4 separate regions of the Sus scrofa genome follow, and all the other regions are linked to region 1. Evidence: chromatin contacts called from public HiChIP or PLAC-seq and promoter capture Hi-C data. All regions are on one chromosome and are shown on one strand. Each heading gives the region's core, a stretch centred on a gene start, on an enhancer-like site or on the middle of the called end of the contact. The rest is flanking DNA. Distances are from core to core; before and after follow the strand shown. Region 1 holds the start of USP5 (ubiquitin carboxyl-terminal hydrolase 5). Region 2 holds the start of CHD4 (chromodomain-helicase-DNA-binding protein 4). Region 3 holds the start of NOP2 (NOP2 nucleolar protein). Region 4 holds the start of C1R (complement C1r subcomponent).

The links. Promoter capture Hi-C pulls out the DNA fragments that hold promoters and counts their contacts. HiChIP or PLAC-seq counts read pairs in DNA pulled down with a chosen protein or histone mark.
Region 2: a promoter capture Hi-C map of fetal liver shows a contact between it and region 1, with 2.4 times the contacts expected there. The contact joins the promoter of CHD4 here to the promoter of USP5 in region 1. A contact is called at or near these places in 2 of 5 promoter capture datasets (fetal liver and liver) and 2 of 2 datasets of contacts at active chromatin or transcription factors (alveolar macrophages and skeletal muscle).
Region 3: an H3K27ac HiChIP or PLAC-seq map of alveolar macrophages shows a contact between it and region 1. The contact joins the promoter of NOP2 here to the promoter of USP5 in region 1. A contact is called at or near these places in 1 of 5 promoter capture datasets (liver) and 2 of 2 datasets of contacts at active chromatin or transcription factors (alveolar macrophages and skeletal muscle).
Region 4: an H3K27ac HiChIP or PLAC-seq map of alveolar macrophages shows a contact between it and region 1. The contact joins the promoter of C1R here to the promoter of USP5 in region 1. A contact is called at or near these places in 2 of 5 promoter capture datasets (fetal liver and liver), 9 of 47 Hi-C or Micro-C datasets (alveolar macrophages, blood, embryonic fibroblasts and 6 more) and 1 of 2 datasets of contacts at active chromatin or transcription factors (alveolar macrophages).

The regions. Positions count from the first base shown.
Region 1 is chr5:63,857,274-63,863,412 of Sscrofa11.1, forward strand. USP5 (ubiquitin carboxyl-terminal hydrolase 5) reads right to left here and starts at 1,562. Exons shown (of 20, transcript XM_001925784.6): 1 at 1,291-1,562. The coding sequence starts at 1,401. It overlaps CDCA3 (cell division cycle-associated protein 3), which reads left to right and starts at 1,632. Exons shown (of 6, transcript XM_013987400.2): 1 at 1,632-2,336; 2 at 2,549-2,723; 3 at 2,981-3,110; 4 at 3,617-3,910; 5 at 4,047-4,150; 6 at 4,253-4,629. The coding sequence starts at 2,604. The coding sequence ends at 4,429.
Region 2 is chr5:64,067,185-64,072,962 of Sscrofa11.1, forward strand. It overlaps CHD4 (chromodomain-helicase-DNA-binding protein 4), which reads left to right and starts at 4,443. Exons shown (of 40, transcript XM_021092425.1): 1 at 4,443-4,680; 2 at 5,530-5,707. The coding sequence starts at 5,608.
Region 3 is chr5:64,101,199-64,107,848 of Sscrofa11.1, forward strand. It overlaps NOP2 (NOP2 nucleolar protein), which reads left to right and starts at 4,911. Exons shown (of 16, transcript NM_001244246.1): 1 at 4,911-5,010; 2 at 5,300-5,406. The coding sequence starts at 5,304. It overlaps CHD4 (chromodomain-helicase-DNA-binding protein 4), which reads left to right. Exons shown (of 40, transcript XM_021092425.1): 38 at 2,134-2,329; 39 at 3,102-3,265; 40 at 3,449-4,014. The coding sequence ends at 3,466. It overlaps LOC102162288 (a long non-coding RNA gene), which reads right to left and starts at 4,698. Exons shown (of 2, transcript XR_297162.3): 1 at 4,525-4,698; 2 at 3,803-4,317.
Region 4 is chr5:63,639,973-63,645,703 of Sscrofa11.1, forward strand. C1R (complement C1r subcomponent) reads left to right here and starts at 4,125. Exons shown (of 11, transcript XM_021092408.1): 1 at 4,125-4,350; 2 at 5,079-5,307. The coding sequence starts at 4,349. It overlaps C1RL (complement C1r subcomponent-like protein), which reads left to right. Exons shown (of 7, transcript XM_021092409.1): 7 at 1-93.

The sequences.
Region 1 (6,139 bases), core at 312-2,811:
TCACCAGGCCATGCACATGATAAACTGGGAGGCGGGTGGGAGCTATGCAGTGATTAAACTTCTCTGCTGGAAATAAAAGATGCTGATTCCACCAAGGATTGGGAACCCTGGAGCTCTGCTCTGAGCAGTCCTCTTTTAGCTCTGCCAGAGCCAGACTTCAGAGAAGCAGCACATTGTCTGAGGCCCAGATCAAAGCCCAGCAAACCAAGCAACCCACAAATCACAGTGATGATCCTGAACTGGGCCTTAGGTCACGCTGCTCTGCTCAGCACTGGCGATGTATTAACGAAGCCTTTCCACTCTGACTTGCAGTTTTCCAGGCCATGAGCTGGTCTGGCTGAACACCCTGGGCAGGGCCCAGCAGCGGCTTGAGGGAGGGGTGGTGAGGGGGGCGGATCCCAATCGGACTCCTACCCAGCTGGCGGCCCAAGGGTGACACAGGAAGGCAGAACTGCAGGAAGGGAGGTACTGGGTGGAGCCTGCAAAACGTAAAGCATGGTGTGGGTGGCTGCTTTGTCTAACTAGTCAAGAGTGGGAGCAGGATGGGAAAGGGGCCTTAGTATCTCCCACGAAAGAAACCATCTCTCTGGGAATACTTTCAAAGGGGTTCCCTCCGCTCTATGTGATGGGCAGGGGAAAGGGGCGGGGTGGGCCGTGGCCATAATTCACCTCCAAGGAGAAACGACTAGAGCTTTCCTCTCCTCTTTCCTCCCCTCCGTACCACCAATGACCCACCTCCCCGCCCTCTGTCCGTATTAACCATGGGTGGAGGCTCTCTAACTCGGCCTTTCTCAAAACAAGCCTTCTTCATGGCCACTTCTAAACTACCAGACGCCTGGGAGCTGCAGTCCCCCCCCTCATACCCCAACCCGGGCCCAAAACAGCGGGGGGTCGCCCCATCCCTCCTAAACGAGACTACAAAATCCAGAGAGCCATGCGCGACGGGCAAGGCCAACTCCCAGGCTTTCCGCAGGAGTCCACGTGGGAGATGTAGTCCGCCGACCGGGTGGCGCCTTTAGCTTAGAATGACAATGACGGGAGTGAGGGACTACAATACCCACAGTGCTCCCCGAGACCGGGGGCGGATGAAGCGGGCGCGGTGGCTTCCGGGGATAGTAGTCACACGACAGCTCCCGCGAATCCAAAGCAACGGCAAGAGTAGCGTGAGAGACTACAAGTCCCAGGGTGCACCGCAGGGAGGCGGTGGTCCAAGCCTTGCAGGCCCCGGCAGAATGACCAGGGCAATGGAGGGGAAGTCGTGCTCGCTGCGGGCGTGGGGAATGGGCTTACCGGTGTGTCGAAGGAGAAGGCGCATTCGTCTTTGTGGACCCGGTCTCCAGCCTTGGGGACCCGGATCGTCGGTAATACTGACAGCAGCGCCTCCTCACTCAGCTCCGCCATGACACCGGCAGCAGCTCCTCCACACACCGCGGCTCCCACTTCTAGTCCCCCACCCCCTACCCCTCCGTCCAATGAGCACTACTCGTTAGGTGCATGCGCTGAAGGGAGGACGCGCGAGAATGGCAGTTGGACGGAGCCTGCCGGCTAGTGCTCCGCCCTCTGCCCGCCTCTCGACTAAAGCCAATGAAAAGCGCTTCTAATGCAATCGTTGGTCGAAAGAGCCAATCCCACACCTCCAAGGGCAGAGCGCATGTAGAGCAGCGAGGTGGGCTCCGGAGTTTTGGCTGCTGGGATTCTGGGACTTTGCGTGCCTTCTTTTGAAGAGCAGAAACTGACAGTTGTTTAAACCCGTCCATTCCAGAAACCTTCTTTTGGATTTGTCCAATTCGAAAATAGACGAGCAGACAAGTATTCTTGGTATTTGAAAGGGGGCTGTCCAATGAGGCGGGGTTTGGGGATTAGTGCCGAGTGATTGCTAACTCTGCGGACCAATAAGGATTACTATCTTTAGGGCCTCAGAAAAATCTTCATAACTCCGTCTCCGACTGGATTATAACTGTAATAATTCCTGATCCTATTTTTTAATAAAATCATTTGATTTTGAAACTGGAGGTCTCAAAAGCGAAGACTGGCATTCCTCAAAATCTCACTACGGACTACTCGCAGCCCGATAAGGAACAAAAGTCCCCTTATCAAAGAGGCGTCACCCCTGGGTTGGGCCAGCCGCGGTCCCTCGGCCCCACGGTCTCTATGATAGACGTCCTCCCTACCCAATGGCTTCCTTCCCTGGAGGCGGGCCTCACATAGCGGACCTATAGGAGCCTGCGTCGGCTCAGCCAATAGGCTCAGGGTAGGGGCGTGGCGGGAAGTTTGAAACTCAGCTTCGGGAGTTGAGGATCAAGCTGCTTTGCACCCAAAGGTGGATTTGGGGCCTGGTAAGTGATTTGAATAAATTAGTGAAGAAGTTAGAGGGTCCAGCAGACTCGGAGACGCTGCCTTGTCAGCTTTATCAGCCGTTATCCCCGCAGGGACCTCTGGCCTGGCTACCAGACTGTTCCTCAGCGGGGAATGGGGAAGATCCGGTGGTCTGGGGTCAAAAGTCGAACGTGGTCGCAGTAAGGGCTAAGACCTGAGTCACTTCTCACAGGCATCCCCTCTTCGCCCGGGGCGGGCTCTGCCCCATCCTATTTCTCCTGCTTGAGATGGGCTCAGCCAAGAGCGTCCCAGTCACTCCAGCGCGGCCTCCGCCGCACAACAAGCTTCTGGCTCGAGTAGCGGACCCCCGTTCACCCAGCGCCGGCATCCAACGCACTCCCATCCAGGTACCCTGGGCCAGGGCGGGGGAGGCCGCGAAACTGAATTATTGGGCCTCTGCCTAACCTGATTTTGGAAGAGCTCTTACTCCCCCAACCCCCGCCACCTCCCTCTGAGGCCTTATTTTCCCTCATTCTCAATCTGGATGAAGTAGGTTGAGTGTCTGATGCCCTTGGCCAGTTCCCACCTGGAGTGTCAGCTGAGGCTAGAGATCTGGGAGAGAAGAGTCAGGGCTCAGACTTATTCTAGCCTTTGGTCCCGACAGGTAGAGAGCTCTCCACAGCCAAACCTGCCTTCAGGGGAGCAGCTGGAGGGTCCTAAGCAGGCCCAGGACACAGATCCCCGCTCTCCTACCCTTGGCATTGCACGGACACCCATGAAGACCAGCAGCGGAGGTTAAGTGTTGGGTCCAGGGAATTCTGATAATGCTGTCACTTAGCATCATTGGGTGGGATCAGTGAGGCTGTCCTCTCAGGCTTCTTCTTCTTTTTTTTTTTTTTTTTGGCTTTTTAGGGCCGCACCCATGCATATGGAGGTTCATAGGCTAAGAGTCCAATTGGAGCTACAGCTGCTGGCCTACACCACAGCCACAGCAACACAGGATCTGAGCAGCATTTGTGACCTACCCCACAGCTCACGGCAATGCCAGATCCTCAACCCACTGAGCGAGGCCAGGGATTGAACCCGCAACCTCATGGTTCCTAGTCGGATTCATTTCCGCTGTGCCACAATGAGAACTCCCCCATGTCATTCTTTTTTTCAACACTTTGTTCCCTCTCCTTGACTTCTCTCTTCCCAGTCCTTCATCCACCATAGCATGACTCCAAAGGCAGGTGTATCTTTTCCCTCCTTGCTGATTGTATCAGAAGGTCACGATCTTGCTTCACTTCCCCGCCCCCAGAGCTCCAAAGCCCACTGGTGAAACAGCTGAGTGATGTATTTGAGACGGAAGACCCCAAGTCAAATCTTCCCCCAGAACCTATTCTGCCCCTGGAGACACTGTCATCTTCTGAACTGGACTTGCCTCTGGGCACCCGGTTTTCCCTTGAGGACCAGATGCCACCTTGGAGCCACAGTGAGCTCCCCTCCAAGCAGATGCTTTCCAAGGAGGAAACAGGACAGCCCTCAGAAACCCCTGTGGCCAGCCAGGGCTCCGACAAGCCCTTGAGAGACCCCGAGACACCTAGATCTTCAGGTACAGAATCTGAAGGCAAGGTATGGGGAAGAGAAATTGGGAGAGTGCTCTGGGATAGTGGCCGCGGTGAACAGAAGAGGACTAAACTGGAAGCCCCTAATCTCGGCTCCGTGTTTTAACTCCTTGTCCACCTTAGGTTCTAAGTGCAGCAGACGGAAACCAAACGGCAAAGTGCTAGGAAGATCTCCTCTCACCATCCTGCAAGACGACAACTCCCCCGGGACTCGGACAGCACGACAGGTAAAGGGAGAGAGGGTGAAAGCTGTCACTAGGAAATTCAGCGTAAAGGTGGGAGGCCCTTTTTCCCCATCTCCCCTCCTCTGAACACCCTCCCTCCCTCAGCTTGCACACTGCCTTTTGCAGGGCAAGCGGCCTTCTCCCCTGAGTGAGAATGTTAGGGAACTAAAGGAAGGGGCCATTCTGGGAACTGAACGACTTCTGAAAACTGGAGGACGAGTGTGGGAGCACGGCCAGGGCCATGACAAGGAAAATCGGCACTTTCCTCTGGTAGAGAACTAGGCCAGATGTGGCCCCAGCGGCGGCCTCACCAGGGGCCCAGTGATATGCTGTGTCCGCTCACCCCTCCTTTCCCTGGGCGACTGGAAAGGCTCGTTTTCTTCAACTCCCCCTAAACTACCAACTCGGACTGAGAGCTTTCATGACTTTCTTTTTGTTTTATGTGTGTCTGTATGTACATTAAAGCAAGTGATTTTAAACAATTTGCTATATCCTTGCACTGAGTCTTCTGTATGTAGAAAGGCAGCTGGGGGTGGGGGGAGGGCTTGTGTGTCCTGCCTGAGTGTCCCCCGACTGGTACCTCCAAGCCGCTTTTATGCACCCCCCCTCTTTTTCTTTGGGGCTACACCTTGGCATAGGGAAGTTCCCAGGCTAAGTGTCAAATTGGAGCTGCAGCTGCCAGCCTAGGCCACAGCCACAGCAACACCAGATCTGAGCCATATCTGCAACCTACACCACAGCTCATGGCAATGCCGGATCCTTAACCCACTGAGCGAGGCCAGGAATCAAACCCAAGTCCTCATGGATATGAGTCGGGTTCATTACCACTGAGCCACAGTGAGAACACCCTTTGTACCTCTCTTAAATCTTGGTGTTCCCCTGGGCGCTGTCCTTGGCTCTTTCCTCTTGCTTTCCTTGGGCTCTTCTAGGGCTACTCTGGTCATGTTCGGGTCTCTCTTCCTAACCCTGACCTTCATCCAGCTGCCCCAGAGGCACTTCAGAGTCAGTTTGTCTAAGGTTGAATTTGTGATCTTCGCCCCCAAAGTTCTTCTCCTCCCCATTCTCTCCCCCCATGAATGACAGCACTATCCACCCACTTGTCCAACCCAAACCTTGGCCGTATTCTTGTTTTTTTGTGTGTGAGTGTCTTTTTTGCCATTTCTTGGGCCTCTCCCTCGGCATATGGAGGTTCCCAGGCTAGGGGTCTAATCGGAGCTGTAGCCACTGGCCTACGCCAGAGCCACAGCAACGCGGGATCCAGGCCGAGTCTGTGACCTGCTCCACAGCTCACAGCAACACCGGATCCTTCACCCACTGAGCAAGGCCAGAGATCAAATCTGCATCCTCATGGTTACTAGTCAGATTTATTTCCGCTGTGCCTTGACAGGAACTCCTTGGCTGTCATCTTGAATCCTACCCTCTGAATATCCTATATCCAAGCCCTTGGTCACTAAATCCAGTGATTCTGTCTTTTTTTTTTAGATCTTTAAAAAAGATTTTTTTTTGCTTTTTAGGGCTGCACCCGTGGCATACGGAGGTTCCCAGTCTAGGGGTCGAATCGGAGCCATGCCACAGCCACAGCAACGCTGGGTCCTTAACCCACTGAGCAAGGCCAAGGCTTGAACCTATAACCTCATGGTTCCTAGTCGGGTTTATTTCTGCTGCACCACAACAGGAACTCCTGATTCTCTGTCTTCAATCTCTTCCCCATCCTCTCCCTTGCCCCTCTGTCCCATCGCTCTTGCATTTTTGCCACTTGCCTCCTACCCTGCTTCCCTCCATCCCCTCTGGGCTCCCCTCCCCCCACTTCATCAGCCTATACTGCTGTGAGGGCGAGCTTCCTGCGAAGCATCACTGATCCTGTCACTACTCTGGTCAAAACTCTTCAATCTCTCCCCATTGACCTCAAGATAAAGTCGAGACTCTAGCTTTTTGTAGGCCTTTTATAATCTGATCCCTTTGCAACATAACCCTGCTGTACAAACACACACA
Region 2 (5,778 bases), core at 3,193-5,692, 210 kb after region 1:
CCCTGGAGCCAGACCTGGGGGCCTGGCAAGAGTGACTGGCTGGAGAGCTTCTTCAGTGACAGCTGTTTGAAGGGGCCCCAAGGGGCAGGCTAGAGCTAGCTGGATCTGAACCTGGGACACCTGGGTCCCTGAGCAGCTTGTGAGCTAGGGGCCAGGGCCTGCAGTGAGGAGGGAGTAGGGCTCCTGGTGACAGTAGCACCAGGTACTCCTCTCCCTCTCTGCCTTCCTGGACTTGCACCTTGACACCGTAGCTCAGGTAGGATTGGGCCAGAGGGGTTCCGTCACCTCTCAGTCACACCTGAGGAGATGACACTGGGTTGGCTCCTGAAGGACACGTGCCTGGGTGGTGTCCCCCAGCCCTACTGCTTGCATCCTTTTTAACCCTCAGAATACACTGTCTCTGTGGCTTTTCTGTCCTGGGTTGCCTTCCCAAAACCCCTTTTCTGACAGAGCGGGGAGAACCCTGGTCACTCATGTCTTTGGCGCAGAGTTTCTTGGGGTGAACACTGAACAGGGATGTAGAGAGAGGAACTTTAGAGTGTGTGCTGAAAACTCCACAGACAGCCCTTCTCTGAATGTTGTTCCAGGTTCTTCTGTATCATGGGACAAAAAGAGAACTCTAAGGTAACCAGCTAGAGAGGCTGTCCCCCTGGGTGCGTTAATCTGGAGATTATCCCACCCTTAGTCTCTGTGGGCCAATCATGCTGGTGGTTTATTTATAATTTATCTGGGACGTTGGCATGTGGCCAGGGTAGGGAGGGGAAGCATAAAGACCACAAAAGCAACACACAAACACACACATCCTAGCCCTCTGGAACTCAAGGAGAGAGAAAGGGACTTTAACTCTCCCCTGGTGGTGGGATCAAGGGGAAGATGGGGAGTAAGAAGACCCAAGCAGTGATAGGTGGGTAGAAACTGCAGGGATGGGGCAGAGGGGCTGTGGTGGACAACAGGTACCATGCTGGCAATCACAGTCAAGAGGCCGTGACTACCCAGTTACAAAACTCTCCTTCTGGTTTATGTTATGAGTCACTGTAGTGATGCGCTATATATATGGGAAAAAGAGGGCATGGGGCAGATGGAGACGTTACAGAGGGAATTAAAGGCCCGGGAGCAGGCTGCATCCCCTAGAGAGATGGGGAGAGAGGAGGACATAATAAGTATCTGGCAGCTGTGTATCTGAATGAGAAACTTCTTGCAAGGAGGCATACCCACGTTATGGTATCTTAGTTAAAGAGCTTCCTCCTCTCCCCTAAGTGAGGAGCACGAGATTTGATCTTAGTGTTCAGAATAAGCATGGGGAAGGGCTTGCACAAATGAATGGGACGCAGTCTTGATGTCAAGAGAATTTAAGGAGAAGACTAGGCAGCCTTGCAGAATGGGGGAGCCAGCCTGCATGCCGCAATGGATATGCAGAAAGGGTGGTTTGGGGCGTTAAGTCAGGCAGGAGCTGGGAGAAAGACTTATCAGCATCGCTGGTACTCTGCTTGGATACATAGGGTGATTCCCGAAGCAAGCTCGTACCTCTCCTGAATTCATCTCTCCTTGCCAGTTCTCCAGTCCTGTGGTTTCCAGAGGAGGGAGAGTCAGCTGGCCAGGCCCTTTCTCTAGGGAAGTGAGATTAGAAGGGCCATACAGAGATGATGTGAGGTTCATCCCACTCACTTCTGGTCAGGAAGGGCCTCTCCTAGGAGTCCCTTCCGGTTTCTTTTCAACCTGTTCTACCACCACAGGTCTTGGACTTTTGTGAAAAAGGCACAAGAGAGCATAGGAAGATGTTATCCTATGGGGTCTGGGGGGAGGGGGGTGGGCAGCAAGGAAGAGGTGCCAGGACATTGATTTCCACCCAGGTCCTAGTTCTCTGGGGCTCGAGAAGAGGGAAAAGTGAGAAGCTACAGGCTCAGGTTCTCTGAGGGCCAAAGGATTTTCAGATTGTGCTCGCTCACTTTCTTGGGCTGGGTCCCCCGGCGTGGCTGCAGGCAGGATAGCTGCAGTTGGGGAAGGGGATGGTATAAGTTGGAAGGCTACCTTGTGACATAATAACTGACAAAGACATTCTGGAATGTTGACTTTTACACAGGAAGGGAAGATGGTTAATATTATATAATGATGCAGGGGTTGGGTGGAGAATGGGGCTTCAACAAGATGAGGATGAGGGCAGTTGGAAGTCCTATGAGACTTCAGGATATAAAATGAGAAAGGGTGTAAATGAGAAACATGGGGCATTGAGGGTAAGCAGAATTTGGTGTTCAAGCATGAGGATAATACTGGCATGTTGATGAGCCTCTCAGGAAGGAAGCACATGATGATACATAGCGTTTCAGTATTAGAAACACTGGATGGATGAATATTGCTTCGAAACAAAATCCGGTAGTATGTAGTGAACAGATAGATTATTTCTCTCTTTTTTTTTAATGGTCATGCTCAGAGTATGTGGAAGTTCCTGGGCCAGGGATTGAATATGAGCTGCAGCATCAACCTACTCGGGCTCCTTTAACCCACTGAATTGGGTAGGGAATGGAACCCAGGCCTCCACAGCAACCTGCACCTCTGCAGTTGGATTCTTAGCCCACTGTGCCACAGTTGGAACTCCAGATAGGAGATTATTTTGACTGTCCATCTATATGGTAAATCCTTTTGAAATAATTTCCCAGCCTCTAGGAGGACCACCAGGAACCTCTACTGGGATCTGATTTCTCCTGAGACCAGTTGGGATTTGTTTTATTCTCTGTAACAGGAAATTGGGAAGTGGAACTCAGTTTTCCATTGACAGCAGTCATTCTGTCTCCTCTTGTAGTTGGTTGTTTATGCTCCTTGAAGGGAAGGGGCACCTGTGGTCCTGCACTCTCCATGGTGCCTGGCTCTGTGCTTTGCTAGGTACTCTGTCAACATCTGTTGAGTGAACATGAGTAGCAGTGTTTAGGGAAACAGGAGGTCTTAGCTCTTCAGGTGTATATAGCATGATCCTCTGTTCACACTGTAGTGGGATGTCCATCCATAGGCGTGGCCTAGGATGAGAATGGACCACTTGACCTGAGGAGGTGGTGTGGGAAGGGGACTGCTGGAATGTTGAGAAATAGTCTTTAGGTGGGCATTTGTAATTATTATGGGATGCTCTGAGGTGAACTGAACTTTATGTGAATGGCTCATCTGACCAGCTTGGTATTTGGTGGGTCTTACTCAAAATTTAACTGGAGGTAAGTGTTGCTAAGTGTCTGGAGAACATCTGGATTTTGGTGGGATTGGGTGGGGCTCAGTCCAGTTCCTGCATGTCTGAAAATGATGGATGAGGAAAGCTAGAGTCTGTCCTAGACATCAAGAGACTTTGTGCCAGGATACTGCTTTGGGCCATTAAGGGCTGAAGGTGTGTACAAGTTGGGGCGGGGACAGGGCAATGTGGATAGCCTGCTTCACCCTTGCTGGTGTGGGAGTTAGGGTTTTAGACTGACAGCCTCTGGAGATGGGGGAGGGATGAGTATAAATATTATGGGATGCCTGACTGGAAAGGTATAGGGGTGGTAGAGATGAGCATTATGGGACCTGACTCTGGGTTGTGTTGGGAGTATTATTGTATGTTTGCTTGACCACAGGTTCTTTGTCATTATTATGGGATGTCAGGGTGTGGGTGGGGGAGTAAAATTATGGGATATCTTTCCAGTGCTAGAGGAAAGGAGTTTGGATGTCCATCTGTGAGGTGACTGTAGGGCTGTTGATCATTATGGATATCTCTGATAGAGGAGGAGTGGTTATTATGGGCTGTGGAGTGGGAATGAACGTCTGAAGCCTTGGGGTCGAGTTTTGAGGTTCTAGCCCACAGGGGCTGAGGGCAGCTCCCCAGGGGGTTGGTTATTATGGGATGTCAGTACAGAAAGTGGGAGACTGATTACTACGGGATGTGTGTGGGAAGTGGGAAGAGGCCGAAGTGTCCGTTGTTGGGGGGGGGTGAGTTTCTGACTATTATGGGATATCAAACTGGGGGTGGATGAAGAGTGGTTATTATGGGATGTCTGTGGGGGATGGGGATGAGTATTATGGGATGTGAGCATGAAGAGCGGGTAGGGGTGCTTATTATGGGATGGCCATGGGGAGGGAGAGGTGACGAATTATTATGGGATGTTAGCATTAGGGCCAAGAGTGAAGAAGTTGGCAAAGGATGGCTATTATGGGATGTCTAGGGGAGGGGTAAAGTGTTAGTTGCAAAAGGTCTGCAATATCATGAGATGTCAACATCCCTGGCATATATGTATATGTGTATGGAGTGCGTGCGCGTGGGGGGGTGATGGTTGTGGTGGTGGTGGTGGTACGGTGGTGGTGGTGGTGGTGGTGTCCGTGTGTATTATGGGATGGCCAGGAGGTGGGTGGTTGCCCGGGTGACACGCGCGCGCGCGCTCGAAGGGGGCGTGGCCAGTGGTTGCTGAGCGACGAGGGGGCGGGGGTTGCCCGGGAGACCTAGGGAGGAGGGTGGCGGTAGTGGAGGGGGGGTTGGAGTTGGTTGAGGTTATTATGGGCTGTCCGTGGGGGGGCGGGGCCTGTGCGGTGGGATTTCCCGGCCGGTGTTTCGGGCCCTTTAAGAGGCGACGCTGGAGCCGGAGCCATTTTCCCCCCTTCGGCCGCGGCGAGGAGGAGCCGGAGCGGGAGTGACACCCGGCCGGACCCTGCGCGACCTGCGGCGGCTCCGGGGTGAGGAGAGCGCGGGGTTCCCAGACAGAAGCCCCTCTCATCCCGACCGGCCCCGAGGGTCATCCCTCCACCCAGCCTCTCTTCGGGCGTCCCCGGACCCGCAGACCGCCCCCTGCCCGGGAAGCCGACCCTGCCTCTCCTTCCCCTGCAGGGCGCCCAGCCCCCGCCCTCGCCCTGCCCGACTCTAGCTCTCCGCGACTCCCACCTCGGGCTTTGCCTCCCACAATGCCCGGCGCCCCCCTCGCCCTTTGCTCACTTGCCCCCCGGGACACGTGGCCCGGCCCCCCGCCTGGTGGGAGCCCCGGCCCCCCACGCCCCTGCCTCCAGCCCCCCGGAGCGCCGAGCCTCCACGCCCCCTCGTCCCCGCGGCTTCTCCGGAGAACCCGAGTTGTCCCAGAGGACAGCCTTTGGAGAGCTGCCCTGTCTGGGGACTGGCCCCTCCCCAGGCGCAGGGAGTCGCCCCCCCACCCCCAAGTGACCTTGTGTCCCCAAGCGCCTCGCCGCCGGCCGCCTCCCCCGATCCTCCCCCCACCCCCCCCGCGCCGCGGCCACTCGGACCCCCTCCCCCGACACGCCCGGCTCAGTTCAGCGGCTTCTCCCCTCCCTACGCCGGCACCGGCTTGCCCTCGGGGGCGCCGCTTCCTCCGGTCTGGGGGGCTCCAGCCCGGGAGCCGGCTTCCGGGCTGCCCCTGGGAGTGTGGAACTAAGTTCAGCCTGAGTGGTTCGGGTGCCCTGCTCGGGTGGCTGAGGGGTGGGGGGGCCGGGGGTGGGCGGAAAGCGCGGCGGGGTGGGGGAGGGGGCCGTGCGCGTCACTGACTGTTCTCTTTCTCTCCCCCCTCCCCCGCACAGTGACTCGGGCCAGTGTCGAGGGCCCCAGGCCGCAGGCAGGAGCAGCTGGGCCAATTCCCTGGCCGGGAGCGGAAGGGGATGGCGTCGGGCCTGGGCTCCCCGTCCCCCTGCTCAGCGGGCAGTGAGGAGGAGGATATGGATGCACTTTTGAACAACAGCCTGCCCCCACCCCACCCAGGTAACATCTTCCCCAAGGGCCCCGGGCAGGAAGGAGCCATCTGGGCCCTCCCTAGTGGCTCCGTGAGGCAG
Region 3 (6,650 bases), core at 3,661-6,160, 250 kb after region 1:
CAGCAGCTGTAGCTCTATTCGACCCCTAGCCTGGAAACCTCTATATGCTGCAGGTGCAGCCGTACAAAGCAAAAAAAAAAAAAAAAGGGGGGGGGGAGAAAAAAACAGGCAAGGACTGATCCTGGAGAAAGCTCATAGTTTGGTGCAGGAGTTGGTGAAGGAGACAGTATATAGACTGAAAGTAGGTTCTTAGTCTGTCTGGGGATAAAGTTAGTAGATCCTGATGGAGCCAGTCTTGTGGAAGAAACAATAGTCCATTATTCTCATACTCACCTTTTTCTTGACCCCTAATGGATTCTTTTTAAGAACCAGTGGATATTTGAGCAAAGTAAGTCTCATAACTCATGAATCAGCATTCTGTCCCTTGGAATATATTTCAAAGGACCGTTTACACAGCTCCATGAGGCAGCATGGGCAAGTGTTGGTTGCAGTACGAATTTTGGTGGTGGGGCCTAGAGATAACTTGGATGTTGCACTTTGAGGGTGTGGGTAGGTAAATGTGGATTCACATCACAAAGTAAGCAACAGAAGTAACAAAATGCACATAACAAAAGGATTTTTAAAAAAGATGTGTAATGGTGAAAGGAGGAAAAACCATTTTATACCAAAAAACATTCTTTAATTAGAAATGTGCACGTAAAACAATACTTAGTCTTCAAGAAAACTCAAAAAAGACACACAGTAAGTATATTAGAAAGGCCGCCTATTAAGGAAGGAAAGAAATGGGATTGACATATGAAGAAAAGAAACAACAGGAATAATTTTAGAAGAGTAAAACAAGCACTATCCATAGGAGGGACTGCCGTGTAACTGTTAAGTCATCTTTTATGAAGACCAGTTAATAATATAGTTTTGTGGTTTTTTTTTTTTTTTTTTTTTTTTTTTTTTTTTTTTTTTTTTGCTTTGTAGGGCTGCATCTGCAGCATATGGAGGTTCCCAGGCTAGGGGTCTGATCGGAGTTACAGCTGCCAGCCTACACCACAGCCACACGGGATCTGAGCCGCATCTGTGACCTATATACCACAGCTCATGGGCAATGCTGGAACCTTAACCTACTGAGCAAGGCCAGGGATCGAACCTGCAACTTCATGGTTCCTAGTCGGATTTGTTAACCACTGAGCCACGATGGGAACTCCAAGATTTTTTTTGTTTTTAATAATGAAGATTTTTTTTTACTACGTAACTGTGAATGAAATTATAAATATGTAGGATCTTTTTTTTTTTTGGTCTTTTTGTCTCTCTGTTGTTGTTGCTATTTCTTGGGCCGCTCCCGCGGCATATGGAGGTTCCCAGGCTAGGCGTCAAATTGGAGCTGTAGCCACCGGCCTACACCAGAGCCGCAGCAACTCGGGATCCGAGCCGCGTCTGCAACGTACACCACAGCTCACGGCAAGGCCGGATCGTTAACCCACTGAGCAAGGGCAGGGACCGAACCCGCAACCTCATGGTTCCTAGTCGGATTCGTTCACCACTGCGCCACGACGGGAACTCCCGGATCTTTTTTTTATATACATTTTATTTTTTTTATTTTTTATTTTTTTGTCCTTTTGCTATTTCTTTGGGTCGCTCCCGCAGCACATGGAGGTTCCCAGGCCAGGGGTCCAATCGGAGCTGTAGCCGCCAGCCTACGCCAGAGCCCCAGCAACGCGGGATCCGAGCCGCGTCTGCAACCTACACCACAGCTCACAGCAACGCCGGATCATTAACCCACGGAGCAAGGGCAGGGACCAAACCCGCAACCTCATGGTTCCTAGTCGGATTCGTTAACCACCGCGCCACGACGGGAACTCCAAATACATAGGATCTTAATACATAAAAAAATAAATATAAGGAAACACATCAAATGTTAACTGTTTTTAGGAGGTAGAATTGTGATTTTGATGCTTTATACATTCTGTATTTTCTAAATTGAGTTTTTATCATTTTTGTGTAAAAGTGAATCAGTAAGATAACTTAAAAAACTTGGACCACCAAAGAGGGATAAAAAAGCCAATGTAATGTTGAATTGGTGTTGAACACCAGTTCAGGTGTGAGGGAGCCATTCCTAAGGTTCTTCACAGGTTCTCAGAGGCCCGTCAGAATTAAGCCAAGTGAATTATCATTCCAATGCCCATCTCTTTATCCCTTGTCCAGCTCTTAGAACAAGCCCTGGTGATTGAGGAACAGCTGCGTCGGGCAGCTTACCTGAACATGTCAGAGGACCCCTCCCACCCTTCCATGGCCCTGAACACCCGCTTTGCTGAGGTGGAGTGTTTGGCGGAGAGTCATCAGCACCTGTCCAAGGAGTCAATGGCAGGAAACAAGCCAGCCAATGCGGTCCTGCACAAAGGTAGCCAGTGGCTCCCCTGCCTCCTGCTGACTTAGCCTCCTTCTTTCTCTGTCCCTCCCCAACACATTTGGGGAGCTTTGCCTTCCTCCTCAGGAAGCTAATATCTCACAGGCAATCAAGGACAGTAGTTCTTTGCCTCTTAACTTCTTGAATATACTCAGCTTTTTGGAGAGGTGGAGAGCAACCCAGAATAATACATAGTGTTATCTGGGCTACTTTAGAGGTAACTTCAGGTTATTTACGATCTTGTGCTTTCTAGACCCCCTTTCAACATCCTGTTTCTAATTAAAGGTAAGACATTGTGAGGGGGTGGAGGGTGAAATGAGGAAAAGGCAGCTGTTATAAAGGAAGAGGGAGACAGCTCCAAAAGTGGAGAGGAAAGAAATAGGAATAGCTATTTAAGAAGTGGCGGAGTTCCCTGGTGGCCTAGTGGTTAAAGATTTGGTGTTGTCACTGCTGTGGCATGGTTCTCTCCCTGGCCTGGAAGCTTTTGCATGCTGCAGGCACAGTCAAGAAAAAATAAAAGTGATGGAGATAGAGACAGGGATCAAGAGACAGAGGTAACTTTAAAACATAGAATCATGGACACTTGGAATTGGAATATGAGGAATAGGAATTTGAGCGTGGTGGAGCCAGGTCAGGTGACTGACAAGACAGCACTCCAGCACGTCACTTGATCATTGAGAAGTGATGGGAAAGCCGGTCCACATATTATAAGATGGGCCTAGGTCTTGACCACCACGGCTCACCGCCTTTTTTCCCCCCCATGCAGTTCTGAAACAGCTAGAAGAACTGCTGAGTGACATGAAAGCCGATGTGACTCGACTCCCAGCTACTATTGCCCGAATTCCCCCAGTTGCTGTGAGGCTACAGATGTCCGAGCGTAACATTCTCAGCCGCCTGGCAAACCGGGCACCTGAACCGACTCCACAGCAGGTATAGGACCATTTTCCTCTGGCCATCTGTTCCAGCAGAGCCACTCTGGAACTTGTAACGTTGCTGTCTGTCCCTGGCTTTACACATTGGGCAGGTGGGGCTGGTCCACCAGTGAGTTCCTTTGGGGTCAGGAGGGTTCCTGGGGTCTGACATTCTGACCCTCTTGGCTCTCTCTTTCTCTAGGTAGCCCAGCAGCAGTGAAGATCCAGATGGATGATACCACGTCCACCGCTGAGCAGTGACCTTCCTCACTTTCCCTTGCCCAGCTTCTCCCCTGGGGGCCTGAGAGACCCTCTCCTCCCTTCTGCCCCATCTTCCAAGCTGTAGAGGAACAGCCCCCAGTGCACTGGGGGAGGGGAGGGAGTGAGGGGCAGTGGTGCCCTTCCTGCTGGAGAGACATGCAGCAGTAGCGCCGGCGCCATCTGCAGGGAGCTGGCGGGCTGGCCTTTTGGGCCCTGGCTTCTCCCCACTGTAACGTCTGTTACACACAAACTGTTGTGGGTTCCCGCCAGGCTTGAAGAAAATGATCTGAATTTCTTCCTCCTTTTGGTTTTATTTTGTTGGTTTATTTTGTGTTTTCATTTCTCCTTTTTGGGGGGTATTCACAGTGGGCCGGGCCCCTGGGCGAGACACAGCTACCTCTGTTGGCATCTTTTTAATACCAGGAACCCAGCGGCTCCAGCCCCTGAGCGGCTAGAATGAAATAAAGTTGGAAAAAAAAAAAAAAAAAAAAAGGAAAAGAACCAAAAGCATAAAAAACCACAGCAAATTTCTTGACAAAAATTGAAAATAAAAGTTTCCTTGTATTTTAGTGCTCTGGTTCAGTGTGGGTGTAGGTGCAGGTGGGTGTGTCCGACGGGAGCCTTGGGACAGTGCAGCTGAAGACCAAGGGTTTCCTTGTGTCCTGAGACTCCACGAAATCTGGACTGTGCACCTACCCTCGTGCTCCGGCCGCCACCACCTGCACGCTGCGAGGAGCTCCGGAGCCCCCTGGGTTCACAGCCTAAGCCTGACTCCCAGCTTCGCGGCCGTCTCCAGGCTGTAGATGTCTGCTGTAGAGAATCAAAGGAGAATCTTCCTCGCAACATTGCGAAGACAAACCAGCGAAGTGCCGGAGCAGTTTTGAACAGCTGCTAAGCACCACCTTAGGGTTTATTTCAAGAAAGGCTGCTCTGGGTTTTCTGTTTGTGTGAAGTGAGAACACAAGATGCCGTCCTCCCGACCTCTCGTATGGGAACCAAGGCAGAGAGTTCCCTTACCTGAGGGGCAGCGCGGGGTATGGTGTCAAGGAAGAAGGTTTCAAAGTCACAGGACTTGGGAGTGGGTGCGACCTTGAGACGTGGGGCGAAAGAGGGTCCGGCTCTGACGCCTCCGTCCGAAGGGAGGGGCCGTCTTTTGGGTACCAGTTTTTCGGACGAAATCCGCCATAAGGCGTAAGGCCCACATCTGGAGGGAAGGGCGGGGAAGCTAAAGGCGTCCCCCTACGCGCCGCCTTCTCCACCTGGGAGAGAGCAGAGCGGTCCTCCCCGGCCGCCCTCTGCACCGCCTGCCCCGCGCGGCCGCGCGAATGAAACTTCCGGCTTCCGCGGCGGACGGGAAGCCCGGAAGAGGCGGGGCCTCAGCGGGCGCGCTGTGCGCTTGCGCGAGACGTTCCCGTGGTGTGGCGTCGGAGCGCCAGCCCCGCACCACACGTGGAGTGCTGTCGCTGCTTCCTAGGGCCTTCTCGGGACTGGACCCGCTTCCAGGTGAGCTGCAGCTTCGGGCGGGTCTTCTGCAGGAAGTCGAGGAAGGAAGGGTGAGGCGTCCACTTGGACCGGGGCGTGGGAAGGGGACGTTGTACCAGCGGTGTGGGACCCAGGGCCCGGGGCTCAGCGTGTAGTGGAGGTGTGGCCAGGCCTCGAGGGGCAGTGGGGCTGCTGAGTCGAGGTTCTCGTCAAGGCAGTGCCCTTTTCCACTTCAACTTGCTTCGTCTGCTCTCTGCCTTTCCCGGACAACACGCGCCACTCTACTGTCTCTCGTTTTTGTTTTCCTCAGTACCATGGGGCGCAAATTGGACCCTACGAAGGAGAAACGCGGGCCGGGCCGAAAGGCCCGAAAGCAGAAAGGTGCTGAGACCGAACTCGTCAGATTCTTGCCTGCAGGTAAGGGTCAGGCGTGCCCGTCCCCTTCCGATTCTCTAGCTTTTGCGCCGTTCTTCCATCTGTAGTGTAATCCCTCAGTTTTTTAGATTGTGTGTTCATGAGTTATTAGGAAGTAAATATGAATGGAACAATCTCATAAACGTTTAGAAATTAGGGAAGATGTGACGGGCACAAGTTCCCATGCAAGGAGATGTGTGGTTTAATGTTTAGGGCCTTCAGAGGAAGCAGGATTCCACGGAGTTGCCAAGTTTGAAAAGATTTTGTGACTTTTTTTTTTTTTTTTTGGCCGTCTCGGCAGCATGTGGAAGTTCCCAGGCCAGGGAGCGAATCCAAACTGGAGCTGTGACCTACCATACTGATCGTTAAGCGACTGCACCACAGCAGGAACTTCCAAGAAGTTGGGTTTTGCACTAAGCTCTTCTTAGATGACCTGCTTCTGTGTGGGGGTTTCATAGGTAGCCATGCAGCTCCCTTGGTGTGATCTATTGAAAATCAGCCCTGGACACAAAAGATTGTAAGACAAAAAAAGAAGAGAAGGAGAAAAAAGAAGTTGGGTTTTGAGAAGTGGGTGACATTTTAGCAGGTGGAAGTTGGGAACGGGACAGTCCAGTCACTGTGAACTGCATTGTAGAGGAGATGGGAAGGCACAGAGCTGGCTCCCACTTGGTCAGGAGTCTACTGCAGGTAGTTTGTGTTGAGTATTGTCTAAAAGATGCAGTTTATTGAAGTATAGGTAAGTGGTAAATACAATGCTGAACCCGCTGGACACATTATATCACTTCATTCTCTGTGTCCTGTGAGAGAGGCACTGCCGAGGAAATGGATGCTGAGAGGTTAATTTGTATAGTTATAAAATGATAGTGCTTTATGGAGTTCCAGTCTTGGTGCAGTGGAAATGAATCCGACTGGGAACCATGAGATTGCGGGTTCGATCCCTGGCCTTGCTCAGTGGGTTAAGGATCCGGTGCTGCCCTAAGCTGTGGTGTAGTTTGCAGACATGGCTAGGATCTGGCGTTGCTGTGGCTGTGGTGTAGGCTGGCAGCAACAGCTCTGATTGGACCCCTAGCCTGGGAACCTCCATAAGCCGCCTCCGGTGCAGCCCTAAAAAAAGGACAAAAGGAAAAAAAAAAAAAATAGGAGGGCTTTAAACTTTCTATTTCTTGGAGAATATAGGAAAAGCAGTAGTTTTGAAATCTGTGGTTGGCAACTGATTAGATAAAAGAAAGGGCAGAAGAAAGATTTGA
Region 4 (5,731 bases), core at 2,875-5,374, 210 kb before region 1:
GCTCCACCTGAAAAGACCAATGTTTACTTTTTCGTAAGGACGTGAGGTGACTTGTGGTAAAAGACAAAAATAAAATACGGTTGTTCGAATGGACGTTGAAGAATGAATACTATAAAGCAGGAGAGAGCAAAGTTGCTAACCTTGAAGGTCAAGTTAGCTGTACTTTTTGGGGGGGGGGGCTTTTTGGCTTTTCGTCTTTTTTTTAGGGCCGCATCCACGGTACATGGAGGTTCCCAGGCTAGGGGTCTAATTGGAGCTGTAGCCACAGGCCTATGCCACAGCCACAGCAATGCCAGATCCGACCCATGTCTGCGACCTACAACACAGCTCATAGGTAAGGCCAGATCCTTAACCAACTGAGTGAAGCCAGGGATGGAACCCGCAACCTCATGGTTCCTAGTCGGATTGGTTTCCTCTGTGCCGTGACAGGAACTCCTAGCTGTACTCTTTTTTTTTTTTTTTCTTTTTGCCTTTTCTAGGGCCACACCCGCAGCATATGGAGGTTCCCAGGCTAGGGGTGTAATCGCAGCTGTAGCCACCAGCCTACACCAGAGCCACAGCAATTCGGGATCCGAGCCGCGTCTGCGACCTACACCACAGCTCACAGTAACACTGGATCCTTAACCCACTAGGCAAGGCCAGGGATTGAACCCACAACCTCATGGTTCCTAGTCGGATTCGTTAACCACTGTGCCACGACGAGAACTCCCTAGCTGTATTCTTAAAGGTTAAATTATCTTTGAAAAACAGCAGGATTCAAAGTTGTACAAACGTGATTACTTCTGTTTTTCATCTGCATAGTACAAAATACTCAAAATATTCATCTGTGTTGGTTTTAGGGGTACCGTTTTGGCTGTTTGGTTTTCCCCTAGTCTTCTCTATTTGCTAAATTTTAGTTAATGACTATATATGATTTTTATTTATCTTATTTGTATTTATTTTTATTATGGAAAACATAATATGAGTTTCTCCCTGCCAAGGCAAAAATATATACCTATACACATCTATATGTCTGTATCCACGTGTCTAGATATGGATAAATAGAGGCAGATACAGATATAGGTACAAGTATATAGACACATAGATATGGATATAGCCACAGAGGGAAACTTACCTTTACTTTAAGAGAGAAATTTTTTCTCCCCAAGATCAAATCTTTAAAGGAATGATCATATAATAGACAACAATGGGAGTTCTCTTGCGGCGTAGCCGGTTAAGGATCCAGCATTGTCACTGCAGCAGTGGGGGTTGCTGCTGTAGCAGGTGTTCAATCCCTGCCCTGGGAACTTCCACATGTCTCGGCATGGCCAAAAATGTGTGTGTGTGTGTGTGTGTGTGTGTGTGTGTGTGTGTGTGTGTGTGTGACAATGTCTTCAATACTGGTTTTAAAACAAAGGCCTGTGGGTTCCCGTTGTGGCTCAACAGTAACAAACCCGACTAGTATCCATGAGGACACAGCCTCAATAACCCACTGGCCTCGCTCAGTGGGTTAAGGATCCAGCTTTGCCGTGACCAGCAGTGTAGGTGGCAGACGAGGCTTGGATCCTGAGTTGCTGTGGCTGTGGCGTAGGCTGGCAGCTGCAGCTCCAATTCGACCCCTAACCTGGGAACCTCCATGTACCACAGGTGCAGCCCTGAAAAGCAAAAGCAAAAATAAAACAAATGCCTGAGCAACTTCACATGACCGTTTCTTCTCTCTGTCTTTGGTATAAGTCAAGGGTCCAACGCAAAATGAAAGTTGAGGTTATTTTGTGCAGTTGAGCAGAGTGGAGACGGGGCGGGATTGAGCTAACAGGGTCCAGGCTTGTCGGTTTACAGTCAGGTCACATGGTACCAGGACAGAGCTCAGAATCCCTAGGACGGATGGGAGAGCTTCCTCCAGGATTTACCTTCTTGGACCATCTCCTCTTCACCTGTACATCTGCCATCCTGCCCCCGTGGTAAACACATGACACAGACACACTGCTAATGTGTGTATACTAATGTGCAATTTGCTGGACAAGATTCTCCTTCTTTCTTGCCCCCCGATCTGGTCCTTATCCTTCTCCCCTCTCTTTTGTCCTTCTTCACCTGACAAAGCTACAGGTCACGTCATGGCTCAGCCCTGCCAGCGGATTCACTCCTCAGCCCTGACATATCAGCCTGCTGGGGGAACCCTCCAACCTGGCTTGACACTGCCTCTTTCACATGCCAGCTCTTAAACTCCATTCCGTGATGACCTGGTCACTGCCAAATGGGGAGCTGCCGCATCTTCATGAGCCCACTGCTGGGGAAAGTGCCTGGCACAAGAAATGGGCAGCTACAAGTGGATAAGTGAGCCGGTGGGTGGGTGAAGAGATGGAGGGATTAGTCTAGTAGGGGAAACAAGCAGGAGTGACTACGAGGCCTGAGAATTCAGGAGCCTGTTCTGCCATCTGAGCCTCCCTGTGGAACACAACACCATAGGGTATCTGAGCCGGGCAGAGCTGAAGAAAGACTTCCCCAAAGAGCAATCTCTCTCTCTCTCTCTCTCTCTCTCTCTTTTTATTATTTATTTATTTATTTTTTGCTGCCCCTGCAGCATGCAGAAATTCCCTTGCCAGGGATCGAACCCGAGCCACAGCAGCGACCCCAACTGCAACAGTAACAACCCTGGATCCTTAACCCCCTGTACCACCAGGGAACTCCAGAGCAAACTTTTAAAACAGAACACAATGGCCTGGAGGTCAGGCGAGACAAGGGCCCTTCCTCCTCTGGTGGGCCTGGCTTCCTCTCAGAAAGACCGAGTCTGTCTCCGCCCACAGCCACACTGTTTGCCAAGCCCTTAGGCAGCTGCAACCCTTAGAGGTTCGAACTCTTGACCAGAGGCTGAAGAAAAAAGGATGTCTCAGACTTCCCATAGTGGCTCAGTGGTTAACGAACCCTACTGGTATCCACGAGGATGCAGGTTTGATCTCTGGCCTTGCTCAGTGGGTTAAGGATCTGGCATTGCCATGAGCTGTGGTGTAGGTCATAGATTCGGCTCAGATCCCAACTTGCTGTGGCTGTGGTGTAGGCTGGCAGCTGCAGCTCCAACTTGACCCCTAGCCTGGGAAACTCCATGTGCCACAGGTTCAGCCCTAAAAACCAAAAGGCAAAAAAAAAAAAAAAAAAAAAAAGATGTCTCTATCCCCTCCTTAGACAAGTTCATGGGCAGCCATGAGTGCATTTTTCTCTTTAATTTTTAATTTTTTTATTTTTATTTTTTCGTCTTTTTAGGGCCACACCCATGGCATGTGGAGGTTCCCAGGCTAGGGATAAAATCGGAGCCACATAGCTGCTGGCCTTAGCATCACCGGATCCAAGCTGCATCTGCAACATGCTGAAGCTTGCAAGAATGCTAGATCCTTAACTCACTGAGCAAGAGCAGGAATCAAACCTGCATCCTCATGGATACTAGTAGGGGTCCTTTGTTTGTTTTGTTTTGTTTTGTTTGTTTGTTTGTTTGTTTGTTTGTTTTTGAAGAAGACAAACTTGTTTATAAATTCCTGCAGTGATCTTGGGCTGAAGTTTCCAGTAAGGCGAGGACCATAGACCCAACAATGAAGAAAGATGCAGGTACAAGACCTAGTCGGGTTCTTAACCCACTGAGCCACAACGGGAACTCCAGGCCTGAGTGCACTGAGGTGGAGAGGAAAGGTCTTAACACAGACTCCAGTGCTGCTTTGGGGTCCCAGCGACCCCTGTTCTGTGTCACTGAGGAGTGAAGGAGATCAAGATCCCAGGGCAACCAAGCTTCATTCCACTGTGCCCTCCTGCACTGCCCAGCTCTCAGCCTTATTCCTGTCGCATCATCCTGGGCATTGAAAGCCTGGCCATGCCTGGACCATAGCAGCTGGTTAGCTGGGTAACTTGGGCAGGAAGCACAGGGTTAAAGGAGAAGGGCGGTCCAGGAAAGAGAGTCCCTCTCAACTGCAATTTCCACTGGGTAGGAACCCCCGAAACAGAGCAGCAGTGCCTAGAGAGGTGAAGAAAGGTGAAACTCCCATCAGATGTGGAAGTGAAAGTCTGGGCCTCCCACCAAAGGCTTTCCAGTCCCTTAAAACTGCAGACCCATCTCTAGCCCTTCCCCACATGGCCAGCAGGTGGCAGCACCATCAGGGATTTCAAAACCAAAACTAAATCAAATTGGAAACAGACTTTTTTTTTTTGGTTTTGTTTATGCAAATAGTTAGTTCCTTACAACATTTCTCCCGGAATGGTCCCCCCCCTTCCCCCTCCACGGTCATTCCCTCCCCCTTCTCTCCTCTGCATGACTGCGCTCTCCCTGGACACAGAGTGGATGAAGCCGCTGCAGGAGAACCAGGGATCCCCAGAGAGGCCTTGAGAAATGTGAGTAAGGTTGATGGGGACCAAGGAGGGAGGGAGAAGCCAGAGCGGAGAACCCCGGGCACGGGAGGTTTATTCCTGCTCTCAAATTCATTCAGGGAGGTGGGAACACCCTTCCCTTCCCCATATACCTTATCCGTTCCGATGCACACACGCGTGCACACAGTCCAACACGTACCCCCCATCCCTCCTCCTGGGGATGAAAGGAGACCCCAGACCTAGAAAGTGATGTCCAGTGCCTTCCTCCTCCAGCTCATAGGGAACAGTGAGATGGACGGAACCCACTCTGCCCCAGAAGGGGGTCCTGTGCCCCCAACGCCTCCTTCCATAGGTGGTTTCTCCCAGAGGCCTTTGCTGAACCTTTGGAAGCCCTTTCAGGGAGCCATGACGGGAAACCCTCACCCTCAATTAACTGGTCCCAAGCCAGCCCTATTCCAGGAAGGGGAGGGGAGGGGAGGGGAGGGATGGGTCAAGGCAGGGGAGGAGGATGAGGAGAGAGGTGGAGGGAGTGAGATGACCTCTGGACTGGACGCTGCTCTGGGGAGGAACAGCCAGGGCAGCAGCTGACCAGCCTCCCCAATCCACCCTCCCCACCCAGAACATGTCGGTGAGGTCTAGCCTGGACAGAGAGGAAAATGACCATCCCATCCCCCCCTGCGACCACTGCCCAGGTAGCAAGGGCACTTGCTGCACCCCTCCAGCCCTATAGACACCATTTTTCTTTTTGGCAGGTGGCTCGTATACCTCCTGGTGCCAGGCCTGTTCTACAGCTTGGGGGGCACCACGCCCCTCCCTCAGAAGCTCTTTGGGGAGGTGACATCCCCTCGGTACCCCAAGCCTTACCCCAACAACTTTGAGACAACCACTGTCATCACAGTCCCCACGGGATACAGGGTGAAGCTGGTCTTCTGGCAGTTTGACCTGGAGCCTTCGGAAGGCTGTTTCTATGACTATGTCAAGGTAGGGGGTCCGGTCAGGAGGGCAGAGAGAGAGTTGGGGGTCTCTGGAAGCTGGGGACTTGTGCTCCAACCCCCCTGGACACACTCCCCACCTGGGGACACAGCCCCAAGTCTGTAAAAGCTGAGAGTCACGTGGAGTTCTGAGTGTCAAGCGATGCCACGGATGGGCATCCACTGGTTTAGAGACTCTCGGTGGGCACTGAGGGGAGAAACACAGAGGGAAGGAACCAACCCCAGCCTCAGGAAATATCCTGTCTACAGGAGTCAGAAACACCTGCCCCATCTGCTTACTCGCGTGTGGGAGTCTTTGGGAAACCGCTGTGCCTCAGTTTCCCTGTTTCCATGGAGAGTATCACCGTGGCTCCCTGCCTCACCAGGAACACAGGGACAAGGGGAAGGGAGCGGTGCATGGTGGTGGCTCAAGC